Regions from separate parts of the Zea mays genome. Here all the other regions are linked to region 2. Evidence: chromatin contacts called from public Hi-C data. All regions are on one chromosome and are shown on one strand. Each heading gives the region's core, a stretch centred on a gene start, on an enhancer-like site or on the middle of the called end of the contact. The rest is flanking DNA. Distances are from core to core; before and after follow the strand shown.

Region 1 (3,650 bases), core at 404-2,903, 390 kb before region 2:
GACAATTCAGAAGCTATCAAATAAAATGAAACAAGCTACAGAGAAATGAAAGCTATGTTCTAGTGGTCCCAAGATAAAAAGTGTAGCTTGTCTTTCACAATTCAATGGTCTGATGAAAGTTCATTGTGGATACTGGATATTACTGCACAACCAGTTAATCAGCACTCTACCTAATCTATAAGCATCTATACAGGAAAAATATTTTAGGAATAATTCAAATACCTACCATGGAATCATCAACAGCTCGCTGGTCTATCCCAGGTAAATCAATCAGCTTTAATGAGGGAGCTGAACAAGAAGCAGGAAAAGTACTGTGAGGATTTCATAAAGCAGCACAACAAAATAAAAAAAGGCAAACTAACAAAGAAGACTAAGTACAGAAATTATGTGTGGGGTTCACCATTTTTAGAACATATAAGACATAGATAGAAAGATGTACTCGCAAATGATTATATTGCTCCACAGTGCAATGTGCCAACACAAAGCATACAGTGTCACAAGCATACATATTCCAGCCTAACTGTTATTTCATCATTGTTTAATTTAAGCATGTCATTGTTCAAACCTTACACCATCACCAAAAGTGTGACCATATATTCAACACCATGTTCTGTACAATGCTAGTGAAATGGAAAGAAAAACAGCTACACGGTTGCTTAAATGGTTATACTACTCGCAGCACAAACAAACCTGTACTCGTCCGCAGCTTGAGGTAAATCTCATCAGCACGGCCCCTCCCTGATCCACCAGACGTCCCCTTGCTGAGTCTGTCCTGCAGTGAATGCCGGAGGGCACCTGCAGCACAGCAAAACGAACCAGGAAATTTCAAGATCAAGATCAGGCTCAGTCCCAAGCTTCCAGAACTCGTCAATAGATGCAGGAAGCACGGCCACGACATCCAACTCACTTGCGGAAACCTGCTGCGACTTGCTGTCGATCTGCAGCACGATGGACTTGCTGCTGAGCCCCGGATCCCTCTGCAGGTCAACCACTATTGGCGCCCGCGTCGCCCCGTTCTCCCCCGTCGGCTGCACCGCGCACCAACACCATCCAAATCCAGTAAAAAAACACGGCGCCACAAGGGCAGAGAGAGGAAAGGCAACTAAGCTGCTCCGCTAGGAGGTAGGAGCTCACCAAAACCGGGTGACCGATGAGGCTGTTTAGCACGGCCGACTTGCCAGAGCTCTGCACGAACAAACGGATCAGAACAGATCAGACCGGGTGACACGAGCAGCAGTGCAGCACGCTAGCGGCAGGAGCAGATCGCGATGGGTCTCGTGTGGTGGGGGCGGCGGAGAACCGATACTCACGACGTTGCCGAGGGCGACGGCGTTGAGGAAGGTGGTGGGCCGGCGCGGCGCGGCGGCGTCGGAGGGGTCGTCGTCGGCGAGGAGCGACGCCGCCTGGCGCATCGACTCGGCGAGCTCTGACAGCTCCTCCATGGCCTCCATGGTCGGCGGTCTCACACGCGGCGGATCTCGAGGGGTTGGAGGCTGCGGCAACTGGCGGCGAAGGGGGAGACCGAGCCCTGAGCTCTGCCCTGGCTTGACGCGGATTTGAAATCTAGACGGCGTCACGGGGATGGGATGGAAGAGACGTGGAAAATGGATTTGGGCGACAGACGAGAGAGACTCAGAGCAACTACAAGAAATCACTAAGGACCCGTTTGTTTCGTTGGAATTGAATTCCATTTTAATAATTATAATTTAGATAAAACTAATTAAGTTAAGGGGATGAAGACTATGACTCGGACGAGGTGGCCTAAATTCACCACTTTAACTCTCAAGCCACTACTATACTGCTCGCCTCTCTAAGTCGAGAGGAGTATAATAAGGTGCAAAGGTTAAAAAGTGCGAAGGAAATTTGGGACGTACTCAAGACCGCGCACGAAGGAGACGAGGTGACAAAGATCACCAAGCGGGAAACGATCGAGGGGGAGCTCGGTCGCTTCATGCTTCACCAAGGGGAGGATCTACAAGCCATGTACAACCGCTTGAAGACCTTGGTGAACCAAGTGCGCAACCTCGGGAGCGAAAAATGGGATGACCATGAGATGGTCAAGGTTATTCTTAGATCCCTCGTATTTCTTAACCCTACACAAGTTTAATTAATTCGAGGTGATCCTAGATATAAGCTAATGTCTCCCGAGAAAGTCATAGGAAAATTTGTGAGCTTTGAGCTAATGATTAAAGGCTCAAAGAAAATCATCGAGCAAGGCACCTCCTCCACACCCGAAGCACAACCGGTCGCATTCAAGGCGACGGAGGAGAAGAAGGAGGAGTCTACATCAAGTAGACAACCCATCGACGCTTCCAAGCTCGACAACGAGGAGATGGCGCTCATCATCAAGAGCTTCCATCAAATACTCAAGCAAAGGAGGGGGAAAGACTACAAGTCCCGCTCCAAGAAAGTTTGCTACAAATGTGGTAAGCCCGGTCATTTTATTGCTAAATGTCCACTATCCAGTGACAGTGACAGGGGCGACGATAAGAAGGGCAAGAGAAGAGAAAAGAAGAGGTACCTCAAGAAGAAAGGCGGTGATGCCCATGTTTGCTGGGAGTGGGACTCGGACGAGAGCTCCACCGACTCCTCCTCTGACGAGGACGCCGTCAACATCGCCGTCACCAAGGGACTTCTCTTCCCCAACGTCGGCCACAAGTGCCTCATGGCAAAGGACGGCAAAAGGAAGAAGGTTAAATCAAAATCCTCCACTAAATATGAATCTTCTAGTGATGATAATGCTAGTGATGAGGAAGATAATTTGCGTACCCTTTTTGCCAATCTTAACATAGAACAAAAGGAAAAGTTAAATAAATTAATTAGTGCCATTCATGAGAAGGATGACCTTTTGGATTCCCAAGAGGACTTCCTAATTAAAGAAAATAAGAAGCATGTTAAGGTTAAAAATGCTTATGCTCTTGAAGTAGAAAAATGTGAAAAACTATTTAGTGAGCTAAGCACTTGCCATGAAACTATTAACAACCTTAGAAATGAAAATGCTAAATTAATTGCTAAGGTTGATTCAAATGCTTGTAATGTTTCAATTCCCAATCATAGAAATGACAATGATGATTTGCTTGCTAAAATCAAAGAATTGAACATTACCCTTGCTAGCCTTAAAGTTGAAGATGAGAAATTGCTTGCTAAGGCTAAAGATTTTGATGTTTGCAATGCTACTATTTCTAACCTTAGAAGTGAAAACGATATATTACATGCTAAGGTTGTAGAATTAAAATCTTGCAAACCCTCTACATCTATCGTTGAGCATGTATCTATTTGTACTAGATGTAGAGATGTTGATATTAATGCTATTCATGATCACATGTCTTTAATTAAACAACAAAATGATCATATAGCAAAATTAGATGCTAAAATTGCCGAGCATAACTTAAAGAATGAAAAATTTAAATTTGCTCGTAGTATGCTTTATAATGGGAGACGCCCTGGCATCAAGGATGGCATTGGCTTCCAAAGGGGAGACAATGTCAAACTTAATGCCCCTCCTAAAAGATTGTCTAATTTTGTAAAGGGCAAGGCTCCCATGCCTCAGGATAACGAGGGTTACATTTTGTGCCCTGCCGGTTATCCCGAGAGCAAAATTAGGAGAATTCACTCTAGGAAGTCTCACTCTGGCCCAAATCATGCTTTTA
Region 2 (4,152 bases), core at 680-3,179:
AATGTTAGTTTTATCTTTCCAGGTAAAAGAAGAGCAACGTAAGATAACTAAACCTGACATGACAATGCGATAGGACAACACTGAGAGTCTGAGATTGTAGAGGCATACAAATTTGAATGACATCCCTATGACAGTGCGCAGAACATGGTAAAGTTTTCAGATGGACAGTTTATAATTCACCAATATGGAGGTCATGCTCCATGGAGAATAAAGGAAATTTCCATACTCCTTGGTTGCCAGCTCCCATGCCCATGTGGTTGCTTCCTTCTTGAAGTAATCACCAAAACTGAAATTCCCAAGCATTTCAAAGAAGGTCTGATGTCGAGCAGTGCGACCCACGTTTTCAATGTCGTTTGTCCGTATGCACTTCTGAGAGGTAGTGGCGCGTGGCACACGCCTAGGTTCCTGTAAGTAGCAACACAAAAGACCTGGAATGAAGTAAAATGAAACAGGAAACAGTGCCTGTTCCAGTCGAGGTCAGAATCTTAGTTCGAGTCTGAATGTCACGACTGCATTGAAATTGATCATAGGTGGTATATTATTATCGTTACAGATGTACAAAAGAAAATATAGGATCATGCTCAATGGCTTATTCTACTGATTCTAGTAACTGATTGTGTATAAATAATTAGAAATGCACTTGCAACCGTGAAGTTTCAACTTTTAAATTTTTGCAAATAACTTGTACGTGTCATAAAAGAAAGGCAAGAATAGATAGTTATCAATTAACCATTTCCTAGAAAAAAATAAGTGGGGCAACTTTGAACCAGGAGTAGATGGGTCAGTGACATATTTTGATGTCTAAGGATTATTAGTTCATATTCCAGAAAATTCCCAAACAAGCCCTCGTCCTCGTGTACCCAACCCCAAAAATCAGATGTCCCTGTAGGCGATCGCATTGATACTTAGCCATTTTGTGCAACATTTCCAATTTTATTGACCACATGCAAAGCGGAGTTCATAAATCATAAGTGAAAAAAATATGGGGTCTCTTAAGAGGTTTCTAAGTGGCTAAGTGAAAAAAATACAAGAGAACGGCTCTTCATGACTCTTTGTACATGTTGTCTCTTAGCTACATTTAGTATCCCAGAGTCTCAGTTGTATTATGCAGTCTCTTAGTTGTCTCTTGTATTTTAAAAACCGAACCAAGTCTCAGGTTGTACATGCCCTTAGGTCTCATGTGGTGCCGCATTTCACAAGCACACAAGCCTTCACTAACACAATGCATGTCGCACCTTGCCGAGGAATATAGGCTTGAACTGAAGCATTCCCGCTATGGTAAGGAACACAGTTGGGTCGCCAGGCACAAGCGACGAGCTCGGAAGGATCTTGTGGCCACGGGCTGCATAAAATTCAAGGAAACGCCGACGTATGGCATCCCCACTCCACTCCACTGCATCCGCTGTTCCCAATTCCTGGGTAGCGGGTTCTACTGAGGCTGCAGGTTGCAAAAAAAAATGCATCACAAAACCTTACTGAAGCTCCAATTGCATACTAGTTATTATCGATTAATAAAAAACAAACAGTATAACACTGAGTATCTAAACCTGACGAACTGCTTGTTGCGAAGAATCCGTTCTTACAAAAAGAATGCCTTCTGCTGAGACTACCTCCAACGCAGCCGAGTCCTGCCACAACATCATACGCCCCACGTTACAAGTCAGGGCCACCTCAGAAATCGACAGCACGAACGGATGAATTCGAACGGGTAAGCGTCTCGCCAGACGGATGAGGAGGAAGGTACCTCGGGTCCGGGGAGAGGCGCGCAGGCCGACGACGCAGCGGGGAGGGAGGAGGCGGAGGCGGCGGGCGGGTGCGGTGGAGAGGAGCGGTGAGAGGGGGCGGGACGTGGGGGAGAGATCGACCACTTCCATGGCTGAGAGCTCAGCTCAGCGCCTCTGCTAGCGCGCAGCGCCCTTGCTGTTTGTGGTTTTGGTTCGCTTGCTCTCGGGGGTTATCGAGAAGGCGTGTGGCTGGGCTGCCTGGTGGCTTGTCCACACGAGGCCGCGAGCCCAGCCCACCAATTCACTGATGTTTCCAAAGCCCACCAATTCCACTGGTGTTTCCAAAGCACACAAGTGAAAAATATGTCGTTCCCAAACTAAAATTGACCCAGTTTACAAAAAAAAACTAAAATAGGCTAATACAAGAAAATCTCTACACGCAGGAGTTTGTTCATACATCAGTACATCACCCGTATCATGCACCTCTCGCTTTATGTGGGCGTCCCACCACCCGACGGGCTATAAAAGCCCATGTGTTTAAATAAATCATATTTGTTGGCTCTAAATACATATTCACAACCATTTAGTCAACATAGCACATATGCTTTGTGTTTTATATTCTACAATCAAGCCATAATATAGATAATTTTATTAAAGAAATGGAGAAAATAAAACTAGGTTGTATCGGGCCTAGCCCATCGTGTCGCACATAAGGTCCAAGCATGACACAGTGATCGGACCAAGCTGGCACGGGCTTGATGGACAATGGGTCAGACCATGCTCAGTTGTGTCGGACGACATGCCGCCGAGCAAGTCCATTCCATTTGGATATGTATATGCGTACAACAATGATGCTCTCGTACATGTAGACAACAACACAAGCAAGACGATGACTCATGCATGTCATGTCAGGTCATCGATTGAGTTACATGGGTCTTTAATTTGGTAAATTTGAGATTAATTGGGTTCGATTTGAGATTGTAGTTGTTTGGTTGAGGGGATGGGTGGCCACACGAGCACCCTCATGGTGCCACCGCCTCCCACGAGTGTAAGGCCTGAAGTCACGAGGATGTGAGAAGGACAACCGTCGTCACCATCTTCATAGGTCACTCGGGACTTTTGGCTGCTTACTCTGATGGTGACAGGACAGAACAAGGGCTAGTGTTTGGTGTCATCCAAGCCACGTCACGAAAGATGATGGGGAATTAAAATTATGATTTCTCACTTGACAAATGAAATATATTTATACATTTTACGTGGTAAATATGTTGAGATCAGACACACCGACCAGTTGAAATATAGCATAAATTGTTAAATTGTTGTAAAATTTTAGAACATGTTTAAACAAACTATTTCATTTAAACAAGTTCTATCCATATAATATATAGATATCGTAGCAACGCATGGCCACTTAGCTAGTAGATTGTAACCATCAAATAACCATCATTAGCTCTTATTAGTCTAGAATTAGCCTATGTTTAGCCTTTCTAATTAGTATTTCAAAATATAGACTAATTGTTAGTCCCTTATTTAAAGAGGCACTTAGTTTGTAGTTAGTTTAAACTATGATGAGATTGTTTATCAGGCATGCTAATGTCCACGTGTAGAATATTATAAAAAAAAAGTATCCACATATAGACCGCTGTGTTTTTATAGACTAAAATATCTCCTACTATTTTCCCTCTTCACTTGTTGACGTGTGGGGCCATGTGGCACTACCATTTGGCCCAATTTTCATATCAACCCTTTCTAAGAGCAGCTCCAAAAGAATGTCATTGCCTCAAAAAAATGATTACCGGGAGCAGGCTAAACAGTTTTAGAAGTGGATTATGATGTGTACTCCAACAATTCCTCTAAACAAAGAGTTAAAATTGAAAACTAGGCCAAAAAAGAACCTTGTTGTGTATGCACGCCGCCAGGTATATTGAGAACTGGTGCCATCAGCTGCTCGTCAACAGGAGAAATCAAGGTACAGATTAACACACATCAATATACAAGCTGAAATGAACAATTTAGTTATTGGCAGCTACATCAGTACTAGATCCACGCGTCAACTACCAAGGGATGACATTGCTAGGTTGAGCAAAGACGAGCTCCTTCATGGCACGCAACCCATAAAAGCTGTTATGAGTTGCAGCAGAATAATAAGGGCTAGCAAATCAGTTCATAACCACTATAGGCCACAGTCAACATTTTTTAGTTTACACTAGGAACCACAAACCTGATGAAGCAAAACGCTAACCTACACTCTACAGCCACAGCCCTTCAATCCACCACCGCTGCTTCCCTTGAATCCACAGCCGCTGCCGGCAGTAGCGAATCTAGAGCAAAATTGATGAGATTGTAATTGGTCTAGTGAATGCATTACTAATTTTTTCTAGAGATATATATGTGGTGAAATTTTAACTGTTTATATAGAATCGCATTT
Region 3 (3,915 bases), core at 234-2,733, 270 kb after region 2:
CTAGTGCTTTATGTGGTTTGGGTATGAAGATACATTATTCATGATCACACTTTTATTATCTGTTTATTATCACTGTTCATGATAAGATCATTATGTTAATTGGAACATGGAGAACCACCCGGGAAAACAGTGCTACCACAAGGGTTTAATGGGACGCCCTTGGCCGATTTATTAGGAAAGCTAGTGGAAGACTACCTTACCCGAAAGGGGCAAGGGCAGTAGGGGAGTGGTCAGTGTAGGGAGGCCCTCGGGAGGATTTTGCTGTGATGGCGGTCCTGCAAGGGATTCCTGGGAAGGCCCTCGGGAGGATTTTGCTGTGATGGCGGTCCTGCAAGGGATTCCTGGGGAGGCCCTCGGGAGGATTTTGCTGTGATGGCGGTCCTGCAAGGGATTCCTGCATTGGAGCTTCCTATAAACTGTAGCGGGTTTTCTGAAGCTAGTGGAACTTTGTAAAGGCCTCGTAGTGTTACCCTGCCTCGCCTCCTCGGTAGAGGTGTATGGGAAGTCGCGATCCCTTGGCAGATGGGTAACATGACTTGTGGGTAAAGATGCGCAACCTCTGCAGAGTGTAAAACTGGTATACTAGCCGTGCTCACGGTCATGAGCGGCTCGGACACTCACATGATTAATCTATGGAACTTAAATTCAATTTGTCATATGCATTGCATCGCAGGTGATGTTGTTACTTCTGTTCTACTATTTAATTGGGTTGGTATTTACTTATACTTAGTAATGGCTAATAAAAATTTGACCAACTTTAAAAGCAATGCTCAGCTTCAGCCATCCTCTTTGGTAAGCCTTACACTTCACATGAGCTCCCACCTTTGGCGAGTTCATACACATTATTCCCCACAACTTGCTGAGCGATGAACGTATGTGAGCTCACTCTTGCTGTCTCACACCCCCCCCACAGGTCAGGAGCAGGTACCACAGGATGAGGCGCGTGGAGGATGCTGTGATGAGTTCGTGAGTGGTCTAGGCCGTCGTCTCCCAGTCAACTTTGGGTTGCTGGACCGTTGTCTCCTTATAATGTAATTATTTATTTTGTATAGAACTCCTGTTATATATAAAGATGTGACATTCGATCCTGTGCCACTTTACATCATATGTGTGAGACTTGGTCCCAGCATACCTGGTGTTTATGTTAGCGCCCGGGTTTTGGACCCCTAAAATCCGGGTGTTACAAAAATATACTAGAAATGACCCAAGGGCACATTTCCCTTTCAACCTCGACAGCGCAGGCTGCAATGGCCCACCACCATGAGTACGCGGCGACGGCGGTGGCAGCAGCGCGGTACCCGTAGGCCTGGTACGCGGCCTCGGCTACTGCGTAGGGGAGCACGAAGCCGGTGCGAACGTGGAGGGAGCGTGTGAGCTGCGCGGCGTAGCCTGTCTGCACGTCCTCAGAGTTGCGGTGGAGCCTGTTGAGGTAGAACAGGCGGCGGAGGTTTCCCGTGTGATGGAGGAGCGCGCACGCACGCGTTGCTGGTCACCTTCTGCGCCTCATCGAACAGCTCCGTCGTCGATGATCTCGGTGTTGGCAGCGTCATCGCCCTCGAAGAGTCCACCCCAGTTGTCGGTGATGACGGGCTCCCTTCAAAAACCCTATATTAAATTAAATGGGATTATACATGACCTAAGAGCGCCGACGTGCTATGGTATCATTGTGTCCTATAGCATGGCCAAGATCAAATTCACAACCTTAAGGGTGTGTTTGGTTTGAGGAATGAATTGATCTATCTTCTTCTTACTCCTTATTTTTTTATTTGGTTTGTGGAATAGAATAAGTTGATCCATCACCACCACATTCAACATAAGCTAATAATTATTATATACATGAGAAGTGTATTGATTCTACCAAAATTAATAAAATGAACTTATGATGCATCACCTTATTAAGCATAGGGTGACTCCACAAACCAAACACACCATAAGTTTCCCACTGCTGGGAGCTATATAGCTCATCTGCTCACAGTAATATATTAATATATGTATTCTATGTATATAGTAAGACCACATATTTTTATGCTAAAATGTCTTACAACTTGAAACGAAGGAAATACAATTTATTGCAAAGACTTTCGTACATACGTCTTGCTAACTGTACTACTATGGCACACTCCTGATTATTTCCTTCAAAACTAATCCTTGAGATGACAGCAAGTTGTTGAACTACTAATGCACGTCACTGATTATTCTAGTGTTGCCTTACGTAGTACTGTCCATCTAATCTAACTAGTTTCCAAATCTTTCTGGCGCCCGGACCCCGCCAAAAGGAACACAAAAAAACGCCGCGAAGATCCGATTCTATGATGAACTGAAGCAAGAAAAAGAGGGAACACGAGGAATCCCTAACGTTTCCCCCGCTTCGTCGGCGGCCCGCGTACGCGAGCGAACGCGGGTCGCCATCATCGTCATCGTCATCGTCCTCGTCCACGCCGCGCGCCCCTCGTTCAACTCCAGCGTTCAACGGTCAATGTTCAAACTCCGCGACCCAGTCTGCAAAGCAGAAAACAATGCCATTCGGCATCCGCCACACGCCGCACACGCACAGGTCTTCTTGCCTTTCGCTCTCCGCCTCTCCCTCCCCGCAAGGCCCGCAACCTATATATCCTCTCTCCTCCCCCATTTGCCTCATCGCACTATCTCTCTCCGCTCCCCTTCACGGTCAGCTCAGCACAAAGGACTCACTTTCATCGGCTCAACGTTCTCGGCAAGTTGCGGCAGCCGACACAGCATCAACCAGAGCACGCTTCTACCGGCCGAAAACAATGGTTCTGGCCATGTCCCGCGCAGCGAGGGCCGCGTCCAGGCTGGTGCCCGAGATACCCATGCTGAGGCGGAGCAGCAAGCAGGCCGCCGCCGCAGCGGAGGAGGTGGCGGTGCCGGCGCAGTTCGTGTGCCCGATCTCTCTGGACCTGATGCGGGACCCGGTGACGGCGCCCACCGGGATCACGTACGACCGGGAGAGCGTGGAGGGCTGGCTGGCGCGCGGGAACGCCAGGTGCCCCGTCACGGGACGGCCCCTGCGGCTCGCCGACCTGGTCCCCAACCACGCCACGCGCCGGATGATCCAGGACTGGTGCGTCGCCAACCGCGCCAGCGGCGTCGAGCTGGTGCGCACGCCCAAGGTGCCGCTCAGTGACGCCGCCGCCGCCGAAGCGGTGGCCACGGTGTCGGCCGCCGCGAGGCGCGGGGACGCGGCCGCGTGCGGTGCGGCCGCGGCCAGGGCCAGGGCGCTAGGCAAGGAGAGCGACCGCAACCGGCGCTCCCTCGTGGCGGCCGGTGCCGCGCGCGCGCTGGCCGCCGCGTTCGGGCGCCTCGCCGGCGAGCGCGCCGGCGCGCTGGGCGACGTCCTGGCCGCGCTCACCGTGTTCTTCCCGCTCGACGACGAGGCCCGCCGCTGCATTGCCTCCCCGGCGTCGCTCAAGTCCCTCGTCTCCGCCATGTCCCACGGCGAGCTCCCAGCGCGGGCCGGCGCCGCCGTCGTGCTCCGCGAGGTCGCGTCGTCGGCAGACGCGCACACCCTCGAGGCCGTCCTGAGGACCCCGGGCATGTGCGACGCGCTCGTCGACCTCGTCCGGAACCCCGTCTCCACGCAGGCCACCAAGGCCGCGCTCGTCACGGCCTACTACCTCGCCGCCGCCTCCGACCGCGCGGCGGCGCGCCTCGCGGAGTGCGGCGCGGTGTCGGTTCTCGTGGAGGCCCTCGTCGACGCCGACAAGGGCACGAGCGAGAAGGCGCTGGCCGCGCTGGACGGTGTGCTGTGCGCCGACGCCGGCCTCGCGGCCGCGCGCGCGCACGCGCTGGCCGTGCCCGTGCTCGTCAAGAAGATGTTCCGCGTGTCCGACATGGCCACGGATTTCGCCGTGTCGGCGCTCTGGCGCCTCTGCCGCGCGGGCGACGCCGCTGCCG

Evidence for each region. Hi-C and Micro-C count contacts between places; a contact is called where the count stands out from the background.
Region 1: a contact with region 2 is called in a Hi-C map of tassel, with 3 times the contacts expected there. The contact joins the promoter of LOC103637796 here to the promoter of LOC100275233 in region 2. A contact is called at or near these places in 2 of 25 Hi-C or Micro-C datasets (leaf and tassel).
Region 3: a contact with region 2 is called in a Hi-C map of tassel, with 4 times the contacts expected there. The contact joins the promoter of LOC103637786 here to the promoter of LOC100275233 in region 2.

The regions. Positions count from the first base shown.
Region 1 is chr9:3,141,486-3,145,135 of Zm-B73-REFERENCE-NAM-5.0, reverse strand. LOC103637796 (dynamin-2A) reads right to left here and starts at 1,653. Exons shown (of 22, transcript XR_004852518.1): 1 at 1,311-1,653; 2 at 1,135-1,185; 3 at 908-1,028; 4 at 691-795; 5 at 227-288.
Region 2 is chr9:2,748,337-2,752,488 of Zm-B73-REFERENCE-NAM-5.0, reverse strand. LOC100275233 reads right to left here and starts at 1,929. Exons shown (of 13, transcript NM_001350149.1): 1 at 1,745-1,929; 2 at 1,548-1,628; 3 at 1,236-1,438; 4 at 227-405. The coding sequence starts at 1,874.
Region 3 is chr9:2,477,926-2,481,840 of Zm-B73-REFERENCE-NAM-5.0, reverse strand. LOC103637786 (U-box domain-containing protein 21) reads left to right here and starts at 1,483. Exons shown (of 1, transcript XM_008660839.4): 1 at 1,483-3,915. The coding sequence starts at 2,517.